Linked DNA regions of Sus scrofa: all the other regions are linked to region 3. A link is a contact called in public Hi-C data. All regions are on one chromosome and are shown on one strand. Each heading gives the region's core, a stretch centred on a gene start, on an enhancer-like site or on the middle of the called end of the contact. The rest is flanking DNA. Distances are from core to core; before and after follow the strand shown. Region 1 overlaps LOC110260285 (a long non-coding RNA gene). Region 2 overlaps LOC110260285 (a long non-coding RNA gene). Region 3 holds the start of BHLHE22 (class E basic helix-loop-helix protein 22).

Region 1 (3,039 bases), core at 420-2,919, 460 kb before region 3:
TGAAATAAGAATTTAATCTTATTCACAACTAGATTCTAGCTTAAAACTGAACGATGTCATAGTTTGCATAATATCCACAGCACTGATTCTCAGATGACCCAGGGCTCTCTTGACCTGGGACTCTTTCAAACCTCTATTCAAATATTTTTATATTTGACACTTCAGAGCTTTTATTCCCTTCAGTCAGTCCACCCTGAGTCCATTGTCGGTAGTCCGATGCTACAGCTGCCTGGCTCAGCTAGCTCCTGGCACCCACTGGTTGGTTGAAAACATGGATTCTGGACAATAAAAACACAGCCACCCAAGAACTACCTCCAGGCACTACTTAAATGTCGCTTTGAGTAACTAAACAACTCAATGCTGTTTGCTTCCTAAGAGGAGAGCTGAATTAAAGGATTCCTTCCTTAACTGCAGTGAAGGAGTCATTGTTCCTCAACTTCTTTATTCCTCCTCACCTCAAACATCCCACCCACGGCATTAGCATTTTGGGAACATTCTGACTTCTGGCCGAAACAGCCTTCCACAGCAAGATCCAGGACCAAGGAGGAAGGAAGGAAGGAACAGGACTGGAGAGTTTCTAAGATTGTCTTTCCCTTATTAATTTTGAGCCATTGCCATTTGCTAAGTCATTTCCATGAACTTGAGGAGAAATAGGCTGTGTTGTGTGAATAAAGCCCATTAACTGAGAGTGTAAATTCTGACAGCATGTCATGGAGATAAATATTTGAAAATCTGAATATACTATAAACATGCCATTTTTCTTGGTATCTCTTCTCACTGTTCTACAGAGCATTCATGACATTGAAATTTATATTGACATTTTGGTCTAGTTTCCAAGAATATGAACTCCTTATAGAAGCTTAAGACTATTTAGATCACTGCTTTATCCCAAAAGACTCAGTCAGTAAATGTTTATTGAATGAATCACTCTAAAAGGAATATTCTTACAAGGCAAATAATTATAAATATTTAAACAATACCTTATTGCTAGCATTTAAAGTAATTTCTCAACAGATTTAGTGAATGAGACAAGACTATTGAATAAGTTATAGTATTCGACCTTAATTTTCCATCCCTGGCCTCTGCCTTTTTTTTTTTTTTTTTGGCCATGCCCACAGCATGCAGAAGTTCACAGACCAGGGATCAAACTCACACCACAGCAGTGACAATGCCAGATCCTTAACCTGCCAGGCCAACTGGGAACTCCTCCGCCTTCTTTTTGGAACTGTGTGTACTGATTTGGTGTGCTTTCCCACAAACATAAACATTTGTTAATTTTTATAAGAAAAAGTAGTGGAGCATGGTTAAAATTCACATCGTGGCCTGTACTTTAAGCATTCTAGCCTACAAATAATGATTTTTCCTGTAATGTATTTGTGGCTGCTCTCATGTGTGAAAATTTTATAAAATTTTTTATTTGCTCTTTTCATTGGTTTGCTATTGACACCATCACAAATTGCCACAAACTTAGTGGCTTAAAACTACATGAAAGCATTTTCTTAGCCTTCTGGAGATCCAAAGCCCAAAATCAGTTTCAATGAGCTGAAGTCAAAGTGTTACGAAGCTGGCTCCCTCCTGGTCTCTGGGAAAGGATTCCTTCCTTAACTGCTCTAGCTTCTAGGGGCTGCCTGCACTCTTGGGCCCCTCCCTCCTTCCTGCATCTTAAAGCCAGCAATGCTTATCTTGCTTCTGCTTTCGCAGGGCTGCCTTCTTCCTCTGTAGTCCCATCCCCCCTCTACTTCTCTTACAACAAAACAGATGACTACAGGAGTTCCCATTGTGGCTCAGTGGGTTAAGATCCTGATGCTATCTCTCTGAGGATGTGGGTTCAATTCCTGGCCTCACTCAGCGCATTAAGTATCTGGCGTTGCTGCGAGCTGCAACTTACTTCACAGATGTAGCTTGGATCTGGTGTTGCTCTGGCTGTGGTGTGGGCTGGCAGCTGCAGCTCCTATTCGACCCCTAGCCTGGGAACTTCCATATGCCCCAGGTGCAGCCGTAAAAAGAAAAAAAGAAAACCTTATGATTACAGTTAGGGCCCACTCGTATAATCTAGGAAAAGCTCCCCATCTCAGGATCTTTAACTTAACCATACCTGTAAAGTCCCTTTTGCCATATGAGGTAACATTTACAGCTTCCAGGAGTTAGAACCTAGATATATTGGGGGCAAGGGGTCCGTTATCCAGGCCACCTCACCTTTCTCTGAATTTAATTTCTGTACTGAATCTATGATGCTCTTCTAATAAAAAGTTTTAAAATATGCACTGAAACCTCTCTTTTTAAAGATGCTATTTGCTACTTTGTGTTTTAAAGAATTAAATAGTTTTAATAGAAACATGCTAAATTAAATTTTCACAGGAAATGCAAATTTTCAGCAAGGTGTCATCTCCAACATGTCCCTTAGCGGTGAGACTGTGGACAATTGCCGAAGGTCACAGGGTTGGAGAACAAGTTAGTTTGGTCAATGTACTCTTCACACCTCAGGAAACAGGACCAGAAACTGATATTATTTATTTCATTCTTCTGAGACTTCTCCCCTTCTGTTAGCTTTTTTCCTTGCGGAAGATGAAAATATTAAAAACAGAAAACATATGTTTACTCAGTCTTACATTCCCGCCTGGACTGACACATAGTTCTGAATATGCCACACCTTCTAAAATGTTCCTCTCCATCTTTCCCAGGCCAGCTCCTAGCCTCCGAAAAGCTCCGTCAACTCTCTCCTTCGCTGTTGGCACTTTCTCAGCCTTTACAGTGCAGTTGAGGAGTCACTGTCTGGGGAAGCCTTCTTAAAGCCCTCCCACAAGCGCTCAGCCAGCCCTGTCACTCTCCGGTTGCTCATCATCCTGAAGCACGCATATCTATTTTATTGGTCTGTCTCTTCTTCTAGGCTGTGCGCACCATAAGAGTACCATGCCCTTTAGACTATAACACCTGGCCCATTCTTGCTGGCACAGAGTGGGTGTTCACTGAATGTATGTGAATAAGTAACGGTTCCTTCAATCATTGTGTGCTGACTGAATGAAGTTTCACTCACCAGTG
Region 2 (3,353 bases), core at 69-2,568, 300 kb before region 3:
TTTATTGATCCCAGTGATGATTCTGCATTTCTTCAACTTAATCATTACTTTAAAAAGTAATTTTTACAATGTGTATGTAAATTTAGGAGTATGTTATAGTTTATATACATATAATGTATATATTATAATATATACATATAGTTTATATGCATTATATGTATATATTTTAAAGTAATTTTTTAATTTTCCAAGCTCTGATTAACCTATGTAAATTTAGGAGTATGTTATAGTTTATATACATATAATGTATATGTTATAATATATACATATAGTTTATATACATTATATGTATATATTTTAAAGTAATTTTTTAATTTTCCAAGCTCTGATTAACCTCAGCCTGCAGCTCATTAACTGGTTTCCTTTCAAACTCATTAGACTTCTCAGGTCTATTTTTATTTATTTGTTGTTAGATAATTTATTGCAGTACAGAGAGGGGTTAAGAAAATGGATACAGTGAACACAGCTAAATTAATGCGAGTGACAGAAGGAGCTATTTAGAGTTAAATGTTACTGTGACAGTTCAGTCTTTACAAGACAACTGAAGAATCTCTTGTATTCTGTCTGGTTAAGGATAAAGTTAATTGAAGAAGAAAGAAGAGAAAAATGTCATTAGAGGCTCTTAAAGAACTATACAAGGACACAGAACCAGGAAGTAAAAACCTAGATCATGCTTTGGCGATGGAAATTAATGTGGAACCCCGATATCTCCTAAGTAACTTAGAAAATCTCTACAGAGATGGACACCTAAAGTTAGTCTGATGGGATCAACATGCAGATAGAACTTGGAAAGTAATGTAAATATAACATCATTTGTGTCATAGATTGGCAGGACCTGTGGGAGAGGGGTTATACCACTAATTACAACATTACAACACATGCTATTATTAAATTATCTGAAACGATCTTACTGCGATGCTTCAGCAATCATAACACCAAAATTCCCAGCCTCCCTCTCTCCCCATGGAGATCTGCTGGGCTCAGAATGGCCTTTAGTCACTGTGATTTGAACTGTAGTCTCCTACATGGCCACTAGTCCCAAAGCTGGGTGGTTTCCCAAGTTTCAAAAATATCCATTTTCAGTTCATTGCCCTTTCTGTGCTTGTTGCTCTTCTATGGGGGAAACTGGACAAACCTGTAAAATAAACTACAAGTTTCTTGCCCTTCTCCCTTTGCTCATTGCCACCATTTGTGTTCTTCTTGGAGTAAATACTTTTGAATCTGAGCTGGGAGTTAACAACTGGGAAACACTCACAGCCTTTGAAAGGTATCGGCTCTCTCCTTTTCCATCACATTCTTCTCCTATTTAGACTCTTCTGATACTAGGAAGCAAGGAAATGAATCACTTCCCCAGAACCTTCACAGCTACAGTGCCCCCTTGTGCAACCTGATAAGGGCCAGGCTGGCGGAGATCCAAGAGAAAGAAAAAAAGGCTAAAATAGGATTATTTTAGGGTTTCATTTCCAAATATATCGAGGAGCCAAAATGCATTTTCACACACGGCAGTTTTTTCAGTTTTTTTTTTTCCTTTCATTGCCTATACAAAGGAAAACACTGTGTTTTCAAAAAGGGGAAATCCACCTCTGAAATTATGGAACACTGACACAGCATCATTCATCTTGGCAAAAGCTGACTGAGCAGATGATGTAGATCCACTTAACTTGGACTCAATCAAAGGTTTTGCTATTTTCATTTCACAGGCCAGATGTAGCTCATCATCGGTTGGAATCAATTCCAGAAGAGGTGTTAAGAGTCTGTTGGTCCAAGAGAAAGTCTGATCCAGGCACCAAAAAGAGCCATGAGGAAAATGGATACTATCTCCACTGATCTCCCAACAATTTAGTTAGTCCAACATCAAGTTCAGATTAAGCAGGGGGGGTAATCTAGAAGTGATGCTATCTTAGTTCATTTATAAATTATTAAATCCTCAGTCATTGTGAAATAATCTCCCACATCCTATCTCTGTGAAGACACTGTCATATCTGAATGGCTAGAAAAACTAAATAATCAGTACACACACTCTTGGTTTCCTATAAATAAGAAAAGCTAGAAACCAATACCTTGCCGGGAATATGCTTAATTGGGCTACTTGAGTCAGCTGTGTTAACTTGATCGTGACCACCAAATGCTTTATAATTTGTTACCACAGCTCCTACACTTCAAATGAAAACAAATGCTCAATTTATTGGATAGAATACAATGAATCAATATTACCTGTCTGAAAGAGAAAGTTTAAAAAGAAGTTTAGAACCTTTTTTTTTTTTTCATGCATATTCCGGTTCAACTGTCATCTTTTTGTTGAAGCTTTTCCAGTAATATTTAATCTTTTACATGTTTTCTTGTTATCAATTAGTGGCCTTTATTTTCAGCTTAGGGACTTTATTATGTTAACTACCTTTAACATTTTTGTAAGGCTGTTTTAGTGGTGATAAACTCCTTTAGCTTTTGCCTGTCTGGAAAACTCTTTGTTTCTCCTTCAATTCTGATTGATAACTTTGCCAGGTAGATTATTCTAAGTTAAAGTTCAAGATATCCCATTATGTAACTGTAAAAATTTCCCATTGGTAACATCATACTCAGTGGTGAAAAACTGAAAGCTTTTCCTCCAAAATCAGAAACAAAGCAAGGATGCTCACTCTTGCCACTTATATTCACCTCAGCACTGGAAGTTTTAGCCAGAGTTATTAGTAAAGAAACGTAAGTAAAAGGCATTCAAACTGGAAAGAAAGAAGTAAAATTACCTGTGTGCTGATGACATAAATTTATACATATAAAATCCTCAAGATTCCATCCATAAAACTAATGGAACTAATAAATGAATACACTAAAATTGCAGGAAATGAAATCAAAATACAAAAATCAGTTCCATTTCTATACATTAACAATTAACTCTCCAAAAAAGAAATTAAGAAATAAATCCAATTTAAAATAGCATCAAAAAGAACAAAATACTTAAGAGTAAATTTAACTAAGGAGATAAAAGGCTTATCTTGAAAACTACAAGTCATTGATGAATAAAATTAAAGATGACACAAATAAATGGAAAGACATTCTGTGTTCTTAGACCAGAAGTCTTAATATTGTTAAAATATTATACTGTCCAAAGCAATCTACAGATTCAATGCAATCCCTACGAAAATCCCAGTGACATTTTTTACAGAAACAGATAAACCAATCCCAAAACTTGTATGGACCTACAAAAGACCCTAAATAGCCAAAGCAAACTTGAGAAAGAACAAAGCACCTATGTTACTGGCATAAAAATAGAAACAGAACAGAACAGAGTTGAATAGAATTGATTGCTCAGAAATAAACCATATATGTATGGTCAATTGATCTTCAACTAAGGTGCC
Region 3 (3,209 bases), core at 444-2,943:
TCAGAATCAAAATTTATTTTCAAGTGCCCTTTCTGATTTGTCTGAATGAATACTCCGTCCCACAACCCACCCAAACCCGAACTCTTCCTCTCTCCCTCTAGCCAATTTCACAATTAGTAGTAGGATTACTATTTTGCCATGTAACTCTCCACGCTTAATAACGACTACATCCCAACTTATATTTAACCTTAAAGGGAAACTCTGCTTCCTCGCGATCTAAGCTGCCACCAAAGTTGCCACTTTTCCGTGAAAAAAGACATCCGTCCTCCACCCCAACTCCACCTCCCTCCTCCCGCCCTGCCCACCCTAAAGACCGAAATTCTGGGGATGTCAGGGCTGGAAGTCCCGTTTGTCTCTGATACTTCTCAGTTCTCGCCTCTGCTTTGTTTGCTCTGCAAGTGTTTCACAACTACGAGAGGACCAAATAAGGGGGGTGGGGGCAGCTTTTCACTTTCCTCTAGCTTGGGGGTCGGTCTTGTGTTTTGCTGTTTTTTTTTTTTTTCCGGGGAGGGGGGCGTTTAAGGCTTCTCCGTGCACTGTTTGCAGAGGCTGGAAGAGACGCTATTGAACAGGGCGCACTTCTCCGGGCAGGAGGCGGCCGGGGGCAGCCCGGCACTGAAAGGGTAGCCGGCAGCCTGCTCGTAGGCGCCGAGAGCCGGGTGCAGGGCAGCGGCCGCCGCCGCCGCCGCCGCGGAGCTGGGCAGCGAGGCGGCCGAGATGGCCTGGCCCTGATTGAGGTAGGCGACGAGGCGCCGCATCTCCTCCAGGGCCTGCGCCTGCATGAGGATGTAGTTCTTGGCGAGCAGCAGCGTGGCGATCTTGGAGAGCTTCCGCACCGAGGGGCTGTGCGCGTAGGGGATCACCGCGCGCAGCTCGTCCAGCGCGTCGTTCAGGTCGTGCATCCGCCGGCGCTCCCGGGCGTTGATGTTGAGCCGCAGCGCCTTTTGCTCTTTGGATTTCTTGCTGCTGCCGCCGCTGCCGCCGCTGCCGCCGCTGCCGCCACCACCCCCGCCGCCTGCTCCGCCGCCGCCCGGGCCCCCCGGGGGGGCGTTGGCGCCGCCGTGGAGGTGGGCGTTGGAGCAGCCCTCGGCCGCCTTGGCGCTGCCGCCTCCCGCGCCCGGGGAGGCCCGCGGGTCGGCGCCCCCGGCCCGCAGCACCAGCTCGCAGCGGCCGTCGCTGTCGTCGTCGGGGCTCTGCTCGCCGCCGCTGCTCTCGACCACCGAGCCCCGGCTGGCGCTCTCGCCGTATTTGAGGCATAGGGCGGCCCCGGCCGGCAGGCTGCTCAGGCTAGGGTCGCCCCCAACGCCGGCAGAGCCCGCCAGCAGCCCCGGGACGCCCACCCCGCCGCCGCCGCCGCCTCCTCCCGCGCCGCCACCGCCGCCTCCCCCGGGCGGCGGCAGCAGCAGCCCTGCCCCCTCGGGGTCAGCCGGCTCGAAGCAGCCCAGGGGCGACGAGGAGGAGGACGCCGGGCGCTCCCGAGGCGGCGGCGCCAGGGACAGGTCCATGCCCGGGGGCGTGGAGCGGAAAGCCGCCTCTAAGCGCTTGGCGGCGGAGGCGCTCAGGCTCTTGTGCAGGAAGAGGTCGTCTTCGCCCGCGGCGGCCGCGCCGAGGTGCAGCCCGCGCTCCATGGTCCGGCGCCGGCGCGCAGCCCGGGCCCGCCGCGCCGGCCGCCGCCGCCTCGGCTCGGGAGGCAGGCGGCGCCGAAGACGCACCCGAGCCGGGCTCCGGGGCTGGTGCGTGCGTCGGTCCCGGTGCTGAGTGCAGCCCTCTCCCCTTCTTTTTCTTTTTCGCCTTCCCCCGCGCTCGCCGCCTCCTCTTCTTCTTCCTCTTCGTCTCCAGCCGGTGGTGCTGGCTGCTGGGGCTCACCATGGGCCGCGGCCCCGCATGGTGGGAGGGTGGGCGCGGAGGGAGTGGAGCCGCCGCCGCCGCCGCTCTGAGCCCAGCCCCGCGCCTCCTCTCCGCACCGTTTATCTTGCTTGGATTCACCTTCAAGAGATTTCCGGACCCATCAACCAGCCGCTGCCACAGACGGGGGAGTCTTTTACATCATTATCTCTGAGTAGGTTATTATGAAGAAGAGTCGCCTGTTGGGACAGCGCTTTCTACCCAATCAGGTTAACGTTTTAATTAATAGGATTAAAACGGTAACAAACAATCGCAGGCGCTATCTGGCCGCGAGTCTGAATAGTTTCATTTCCCAGGTCTGAAGACAGGCAGCAGCTAGCGCTTTATAAAAGGCGCCTGCTCCATTATTCTGCCTGCCATCTGTATACACAGCTTAGCGCATATGTTTGCAAGGCGCTGGGTCCTGTTAGTAACCCAACAACTGCCTTTAGCTTGACATGTGTGGCGACTTTCACTCATCAATGAGCACACTAAAAGCCCTACTTAGAGCCGAGGATGTTCTTTGCTCCTTCAGCAAATTGTGGATCTGCGGCGAAGCCCGGGAGTCCCATGGAAAGCAGACGTCCCCCCCCGTACCCCACCCCCCACTGCCCTTCCCTCGCCACTGCGGTCTCATCTTGTGCCACATGGCCCTTCCAGGCGAGACGCTACTCCACCCTTGTTCATAGGATGACTCTGGTCTAGATTGGAGATGGGACTTTGGGGGGGGGGCAGGTGGTGTCCCTGTGGTGTCCCCGCTGGCTTGCCCCCAAGATTTTTAGCTAGTAAGGGACCAAAGCAATCGCCCCCCCACCCAACTTGAACACACTGCTTTATTCCGCCCTAGCCCCCCTCCCCCTTGCCCATTCCCGTCCCAGATTGGGAAAACAAAACAAAATAAAGAGCAAGGTGATTATGCAGCCCATTAGATTTTTTTAAGGGGGGGGGTGCGCTTTTGCCGCGGTCTCCAAATAGCTGTTCCAGTGATGGTGGTTATGAAGCACAGGGATTTCCTAAACAGGAAAGAACTGTTTGCTGAAACTTTCTTCAAGATTAAAATCCAGTTGTTTTAGAATAGTCAACTTCACCAGGAGTCAAATCCTCTCACGAACCAAGTGGGGCATTTGTGCATATTTATTTAGCTGGAAATGTCGCCGCCGCAGCAAGGAAGCCATTCAGGGACGTCTGAGTCTGCTGCGGTTGTTTTTGGAGGAAGAGCAAAGGGAGAAGTGTGAAAACAAGTGCTCCTCTCAGGATGGGAAACAGTACACGCGGTCCTCCAGCTCCTGCGTCCCATGTCTGGGAGTACATGGTATTTAGCGGCT

The links. Hi-C and Micro-C count contacts between places; a contact is called where the count stands out from the background.
Region 1: a contact with region 3 is called in a Hi-C map of liver, with 6 times the contacts expected there. The contact joins the enhancer-like site here to the promoter of BHLHE22 in region 3. A contact is called at or near these places in 6 of 47 Hi-C or Micro-C datasets (embryonic fibroblasts, fetal heart ventricle, heart right ventricle and 1 more) and 1 of 2 datasets of contacts at active chromatin or transcription factors (skeletal muscle).
Region 2: a contact with region 3 is called in a Hi-C map of liver, with 4 times the contacts expected there. The contact joins the enhancer-like site here to the promoter of BHLHE22 in region 3. A contact is called at or near these places in 4 of 47 Hi-C or Micro-C datasets (embryonic fibroblasts, fetal skeletal muscle, heart right ventricle and 1 more) and 1 of 2 datasets of contacts at active chromatin or transcription factors (skeletal muscle).

The regions. Positions count from the first base shown.
Region 1 is chr4:69,338,807-69,341,845 of Sscrofa11.1, forward strand. All of the region lies in intron 3 of LOC110260285 (a long non-coding RNA gene), which reads left to right. The region is part of intron 6 of LOC102167557 (a long non-coding RNA gene); the gene reads right to left. Among named protein-coding and RNA genes, the nearest start is that of ARMC1, 360 kb to the left of the region's middle. Within about 2 kb of position 1,670, at least 4 of the 83 cell types and tissues checked have an H3K27ac peak or open chromatin away from gene starts, as enhancers often do. A contact at or near this core is called in liver, where this site is marked.
Region 2 is chr4:69,500,108-69,503,460 of Sscrofa11.1, forward strand. All of the region lies in intron 4 of LOC110260285 (a long non-coding RNA gene), which reads left to right. The region is part of intron 3 of LOC102167557 (a long non-coding RNA gene); the gene reads right to left. Among named protein-coding and RNA genes, the nearest start is that of BHLHE22, 300 kb to the right of the region's middle. Within about 2 kb of position 1,319, at least 3 of the 83 cell types and tissues checked have an H3K27ac peak or open chromatin away from gene starts, as enhancers often do. A contact at or near this core is called in liver, where this site is marked.
Region 3 is chr4:69,801,682-69,804,890 of Sscrofa11.1, forward strand. BHLHE22 (class E basic helix-loop-helix protein 22) reads right to left here and starts at 1,694. Exons shown (of 1, transcript XM_003481394.4): 1 at 1-1,694. The coding sequence starts at 1,628. The coding sequence ends at 519.